Linked DNA regions of Ovis aries: region 1 is linked to region 2. The links are chromatin contacts, called in public Hi-C maps. All regions are on one chromosome and are shown on one strand. Each heading gives the region's core, a stretch centred on a gene start, on an enhancer-like site or on the middle of the called end of the contact. The rest is flanking DNA. Distances are from core to core; before and after follow the strand shown.

What was found. Hi-C and Micro-C count contacts between places; a contact is called where the count stands out from the background.
Region 1: a contact with region 2 is called in a Hi-C map of liver, with 1.6 times the contacts expected there. The contact joins the promoter of SOCS3 here to the enhancer-like site in region 2. A contact is called at or near these places in 3 of 16 Hi-C or Micro-C datasets (blood and liver).

Annotation. Positions count from the first base shown.
Region 1 is chr11:53,173,093-53,175,792 of ARS-UI_Ramb_v3.0, reverse strand. SOCS3 (suppressor of cytokine signaling 3) reads right to left here and starts at 1,450. Exons shown (of 2, transcript XM_027974200.3): 1 at 839-1,450; 2 at 1-261. The coding sequence starts at 167. LOC121820651 (a long non-coding RNA gene) reads left to right here and starts at 1,358. Exons shown (of 2, transcript XR_006061292.2): 1 at 1,358-2,700.
Region 2 is chr11:53,134,314-53,137,113 of ARS-UI_Ramb_v3.0, reverse strand. All of the region lies in intron 7 of PGS1 (phosphatidylglycerophosphate synthase 1), which reads left to right. Among named protein-coding and RNA genes, the nearest start is that of PGS1, 23 kb to the left of the region's middle. Within about 2 kb of position 1,268, at least 8 of the 54 cell types and tissues checked have an H3K27ac peak or open chromatin away from gene starts, as enhancers often do. A contact at or near this core is called in liver, where this site is marked.

The DNA.
Region 1 (2,700 bases), core at 201-2,700, 38 kb before region 2:
GCTTCGCCGCCCGTCACGGTGCTCCAGTAAAAGCCGCTCTCCTGCAGCTTGCGCACTGCGTTCACCACCAGCTGGTACTCGCTCTTGGAGCTGAAGGTCTTGAGGCGCAGGCTGGCGTCCAGGGGGCGGCTCATCCCGGCGGCGGGGAACTTGCTGTGGGTGACCATGGCGCACGGAGCCAGCGTGGGGCTGCGCGGCGGCGGCGGCGGCTGCAGCTGTTCGGCGGCCTCCGCACAGCGGCCGCTACCGCATCCCGGGGGGCTGCGGGGAAGAAGGCGCGCGCCGCGTGAGTGCCCGGAACCCTCCAGCGCGCCCGCCCCGCCCCGGCGCCCCTGCCTCTGCCTAGCGGCCAGGACACCAGCTGCCCCGGAGGCGCTCACCTGGGCCCCCGTTCCGACCCAGACGCCCCACGGAGCCCGCCCAGCCCCCGCCTCCAGGCAGCCCTTTCCCCAGCGCGCACTGGTAAGGTGCCGAGTGGGAAACTCGGGCGCGGAAGTTGGGTCTCCAGGAGCGTGGCCGGGGTGGGGAGGGAGAGAAGGGCCCCCGGGACGCTCTGGGCGCCGCTCAGTCCGGTGGCCCCGGGGGGTCAGGGACGGAGAAAGAAATCCGAGGCAAGGGGTGGGGGGTGGAGCGGGGTAGGGAGGGGACCCGAGAAGCCGGAGGGCCCCAGTTTGGGTATTCCGGGAACCTGGGATCTCCGGCTTCCATCCACTCTGCCCCCTATCTCGTCCCCTCCCTGCCGGGAATGACCCGGGAAGGGGAGGGGAAACCGGGAAAAGCTCCCGGGACTAGCGAACCCTCCAGCCCCCCCGCTCCACGCCGCGCCCCTCCTTCCTACCTGGTCCCGAACCGAAGTCTTTGGCTTCGGGGCTGCGCCTCCTACGGTCCCCAAGGCACGGCGGCCAGCGGTGGGTGGCCCGCGCTGCGCCCAGATGTTGGCAGCCGCGAAGTCCACAAAGGGGCCTCGCGCGCGCGTCCCTCGGGCTTCGCCGGGGCGCCCGCCCTGCCCCCTGCGCGCCCCCGGGCCGGCCGGGCGGTGGGGGGTGAGGGGGCGCGAGGCGAGGGGCCGCGACCGGAGCTGGGCCGGGCGGGCTGCGTGCGGGGCCGGAGTGGCGGCGGCGGCGGCGGCGCGGGGAGTGTGAGTCGAAGCCGCCGCGGAGGCCGCGCTCGCGGGTATATACGCGGCCCGGCGCCCCGCCCCCCCGATTCCTGGAACTGCTCGGCCGGCCTTCTTGTAATGTTTAGTCACTACTCGCAGCAATGAAAGGCTGCGCGCCGAGCGGAGGGAGGGGCCGCGGGCGGCCGAGGGCGGGCCGCGAGCGGGGCCGGGGACCCGCAGAGACGCGCGCAGAGACAAAGCGCGGCGCGAGGCGGCCCGGGCGGCCCGGCGGGCGCGGCGCCAGCCCCGGCGGCGCGTTCCTGGCAGCGGCCCCTCCCCCGCGCGCGCTCCGCCCCCAACTTCTCATTCACACTTTCCCCCTCCCTTCTAAGAAGGCCAGTTTCTGGCAGAGGCGGGGGCGCCGCTCCCGGAGCTCGGGCAGTTCCAGGAGGCCAAGAGGGAGAGGCTCCTGGCTTCCCCCTCTTCCCTCTTCTCGGACCTCGCGGGGAGACCCCCCGCAACCCACCCACCCACCCACCTCGCCCCCACCCGCTCCTGCCCGGGGTTCCGATCGCGGCCCCAGGAGGCCCATGCCCGCCTCTGGGGAACTGGGGACACCCCACCCCCACTCCCAAAGCCGGGCCTCGAAACTAGGACCGGACCTGGAAGCCTGGGGGCGGAAGAAAGCGCGAGCGTCACCCGTGGGCCTGTCCCCGAGGTGAAGCCGGGAGTCCTAAGCGTGGAAGGAACGCCGCCTGCGTGGCAGCTGTCCGGTCTCAGTCCATCGGCCCCCTGCTAGGTTCTCTGCCGACATGAGTGCCGCCTCCCACCGCTCCAAAGACACAAACGCAAGCAGCAATCGCGGTGGCCCTTCTGAGTCTCCGAACCTGCCAGGTGCCCTCAAGCAGCGGGACGGGCCCGAGGGCGAGCGATGGCCCCACCCCGCGCCCCGCGTCCGCTAGAGGGCGCCCTGGGGTCTGCGAGGTGGAGTGGAGTTCCACAAGCCCTGAAACGTGAAACGCAGGGGCTGTGGGGGTGCTGGCGCAAGAGCTGGGGCCGGGGGAATTTGTCGCGGGTGGGGGACCCAGGGAGAGTTAACATCACAGTCTGGAATTAGACCTGGGAATAAAAAATTCCAGCAGAGGAGAATTTACGGAAAGCAGTTTTCAGTTCAGCCCACTTTCAGATACCCAGTCCTACCGCCTAGAATATTCCCCCTCCGCTCCCCCAGTGTGGGGGGTCCGATCTCCCCCCGGGGGTGAGAAGGGGAGGTGCTTAAGGTGAACAACGGATTTGTTCTTGGTCACGTTGGCGTGGATGTGGGTGGTTTGGGTTAACCAGGGCCAGCTTTATGAAGGATGGAAAGTTTTCTGCGCCCCAAACAGGCAGTGGGGTGCTGGGGACACCTGAGTACCAGTTTAGGAGCGCTTAGATTGTCATCTCTCAGAACGCAGGGGCTGACAGCTTTGACCCTGCCCTCTTCCCGGACTCCCCGCCTCTGAGGATAAGGAAAGGGAGGGGGAAAGAAAACTCCGGAGACCTGGCTCCTTGGCGTCTCTGGGAGCTGATAGGCACCTCTCCGCGCCTTTGGTTTGCTACTC
Region 2 (2,800 bases), core at 19-2,518:
ATTGCTGGCTCCTGCTGACAGAGGCGTCTGTTAATGATTGTGAGAACTGTCACTATTTTTACTGCCTTCCCGATAGGCCGCTTGGCACGGTGCCCGGGGTGAACCTGCAGCGAGAATGGGGGCAGCTCCACCCTGTGTGCTGGGCACATGTGGGGCGGCTCTCACTCAGGGAAAGCAGGTGTGCCCGGGGGCTGTGCCGCTCACCTGAGACCGAGCTGGCACCAGCCTCCTGCCTCCTGTGGTGTTTCAGCTGTTCTGGCCACAGAGCAGGTGATGCTTGTCCATCTGAGGGTAATTCTGTGACGTTTGTGTCCCCTGTGGTTTTTACAGGGATCTGAGAACCTTTTGAAATTCATTGCAGAGTATTGTGGGGGGAGAGGTGGCAGGTGCTGGATTTTGAGGTTTTCTGGGGAGCTCCTCAAGGCCTCTAACCTGAAATGTTCGTGTGCTCCTGCTCTAGAACCTCAAAGCCTTTTGCCTTTTTATACTTAATCAACTGTTGGAAGAAGCTTTATTATCCTCATTCTACTTTGTTCACACAGGTGTTTATGGGGAGCCTGCGTGTGCCAGGCGGCATTCAGGGCACAGCAGGCAGGGCGCCTCTGACCTCAGAGGGTGTCCAGTCCATGGGGAGGCAGATAGTAAGCAGGTGAATGCATCCAAATCCAGCGTCACATCTCAGGAAGGACTGAAGACGAGGGCAGGAGGGGACTCCAGACTCACATGGGCCTGTTAGATGGCCGGGGAGAGCCTCTCTGAGGAGGTGACACTGAGCGGAGACCCTGGGCAGGAGAGGTCTGGGCGGAGGGAGCCCCAAGACCACGGCTGGGGTGTTGGAGGCTGGGCACCGAGGTGGGAAGGGGCTCGGAGCCCAGGGTGAGCAAGGGCTGCGGGAGCCTGGGGCCACTGGGCTCCCCTGGAGGAGGATGCTGGGCCTGCGAAGGGACCGCCGGTACGCGCAGTCCCCCTCCTTCAAGCAGGTCTAGGTGCAGAGCTGGGAGGCAGCGGAAGGCGTCGGCCTCAGAGTCGTCACCTTGTACTCGTGCGTGGCACACTCCCTTTGCAGTGAGACCTGCTGTCCTGGTGCTAAAGTTCAGCACCGACCCCGCCCCCACCCCGCCGGCCCTCCCCAGCACTTTCTCCCCTCCCGCACTGTCATTCCTGTTGCAGAATCTATCCCTGATCAGAGGTTCCGGGAATGTGGGATGGAGGGGTTGGGCCCGAAGGTCAGCCCCGGGATGAGGACCTGGGGCTTGATAACAAGTTTATGGCTGGGCTGGGAGCGCTGGGTTTCCTGACAGCGAGTCCTGCCCAGCAGGCTCACCCTCTGTGTCCTCACCCTGACATCCTGAGTGGCAGCGCAGGTCTGGCCGAAGCTTCAGACGGTCAGGAGCTCAAGAGGGCCTCTCGATTTCGCCTCCCCGCATGCACGTTTCCCAGCTGTCCTCAGGGCACAGACCCATAGCCTAAGAGCCCCTAACTTGGCGAGCGTCAGTCTAGAAGGGCTCTTGTTCATAGCGGCTCCCCTGTCCTGGGCTGCCGGGGGCTCCGTGTGGTGTCCCCCTGACTTCCTTCACTCCACTAGCCCTGCTCCATCACGACGCACCAACGGTGGCGTCTCACCATTCACGGTCTTTCTGTTTTCTTTTTGATGGAGAAAGATTGTGCAGATGAGACTGCCGGGGAAGTTGGCGGGGTGATAGCAGGCCTTCCCAGAGTGGTTAGTAGGTTAAAGGTGCGCTCTCTCTAATCCAAGCACTCACCTGGAGGAGGCAGAGGTGGCAGAGGAAGGATGAGAAAGGTGTGTGTCACACGTGACCAGCCGGAGGGACAGCGCCCCACAGGCTGGAGACGGGCTCTCCAGGGGAGTGCTGAAAAAAACAGTCTTCACCTTAAGCGGGGTTGAAAAGCTCCTTTCAGGGGTCCATGATGAAAACTCGTTGAGAAGCAGTGGTCCTGCGGGGGAGCTGTGGGCCAGGCCGAGTTGGGCCGTCCGCCTCTGGTGGCCGACCTGTAGACTGCCGTGCAAGGGAGCGGTCCCTGCTTAGGCAAATGTTACAACTGAGGGCATGCCAGACCAGGCCCCTCTAACCTTCCCCACAGACCTGGATCCAGGGGCCTCGGCCGGGTGGCAAGTGGCCCTCCTCAGCCTTGCCATATGTCACCCGTGCAGGCGGGGCCTCCCTGTCCTGGCTCTCACTGTCCGCTCTCCGAACAGCTGGACAGGCAGCACCGAGCAGACCCAGCGTCTTTACGGGGCTGCTCTTGGCATCAGAAGGGCTAGAGCAGGGACTCCGCTAGCAGTCTAGTGGCTAAGACGCTGCACTTCCACTGCGGGTGGCACAAGTTCAGCCCCTGGGTGGAGAGCTACAGTCTCACAGAGCTGCGTGGAGCAGCCGAAAATTAAAGAAGAAGAAAACAGAATAGTGGAAATAGTAGCCGCTGGTGGAGATCTCGCCTGTCCCGCCCCGCTCCAGCCTTAAGGAGAGCTGGGGCGGTCAGGCTGAGCCTCGGGCAGGTGGGGAGCTTTGCCTGCAGAGGACAGGGCCTCTGGCGCAGGGCGCTGGGGCCGGCCTGCCCACCCCCGGGGTCTGGACGTGTGGTCAGGTGAGCCGCGTGCTTGCTCACATGCAGCGGCCCAGTGGGGCGGGGTGCAGTCGGTTGAGCGAGACAAATGGGCAAGCTCGTGGCTTTGATGTGGCCCCTGTGTGAGTGTGTGTGTGTTGGGGGGTGGCAGGCATATTACAGGAACAGGCAGCTGAGCGTCATCATCTCTTACCCAAGATGTTCTTGGAAATGC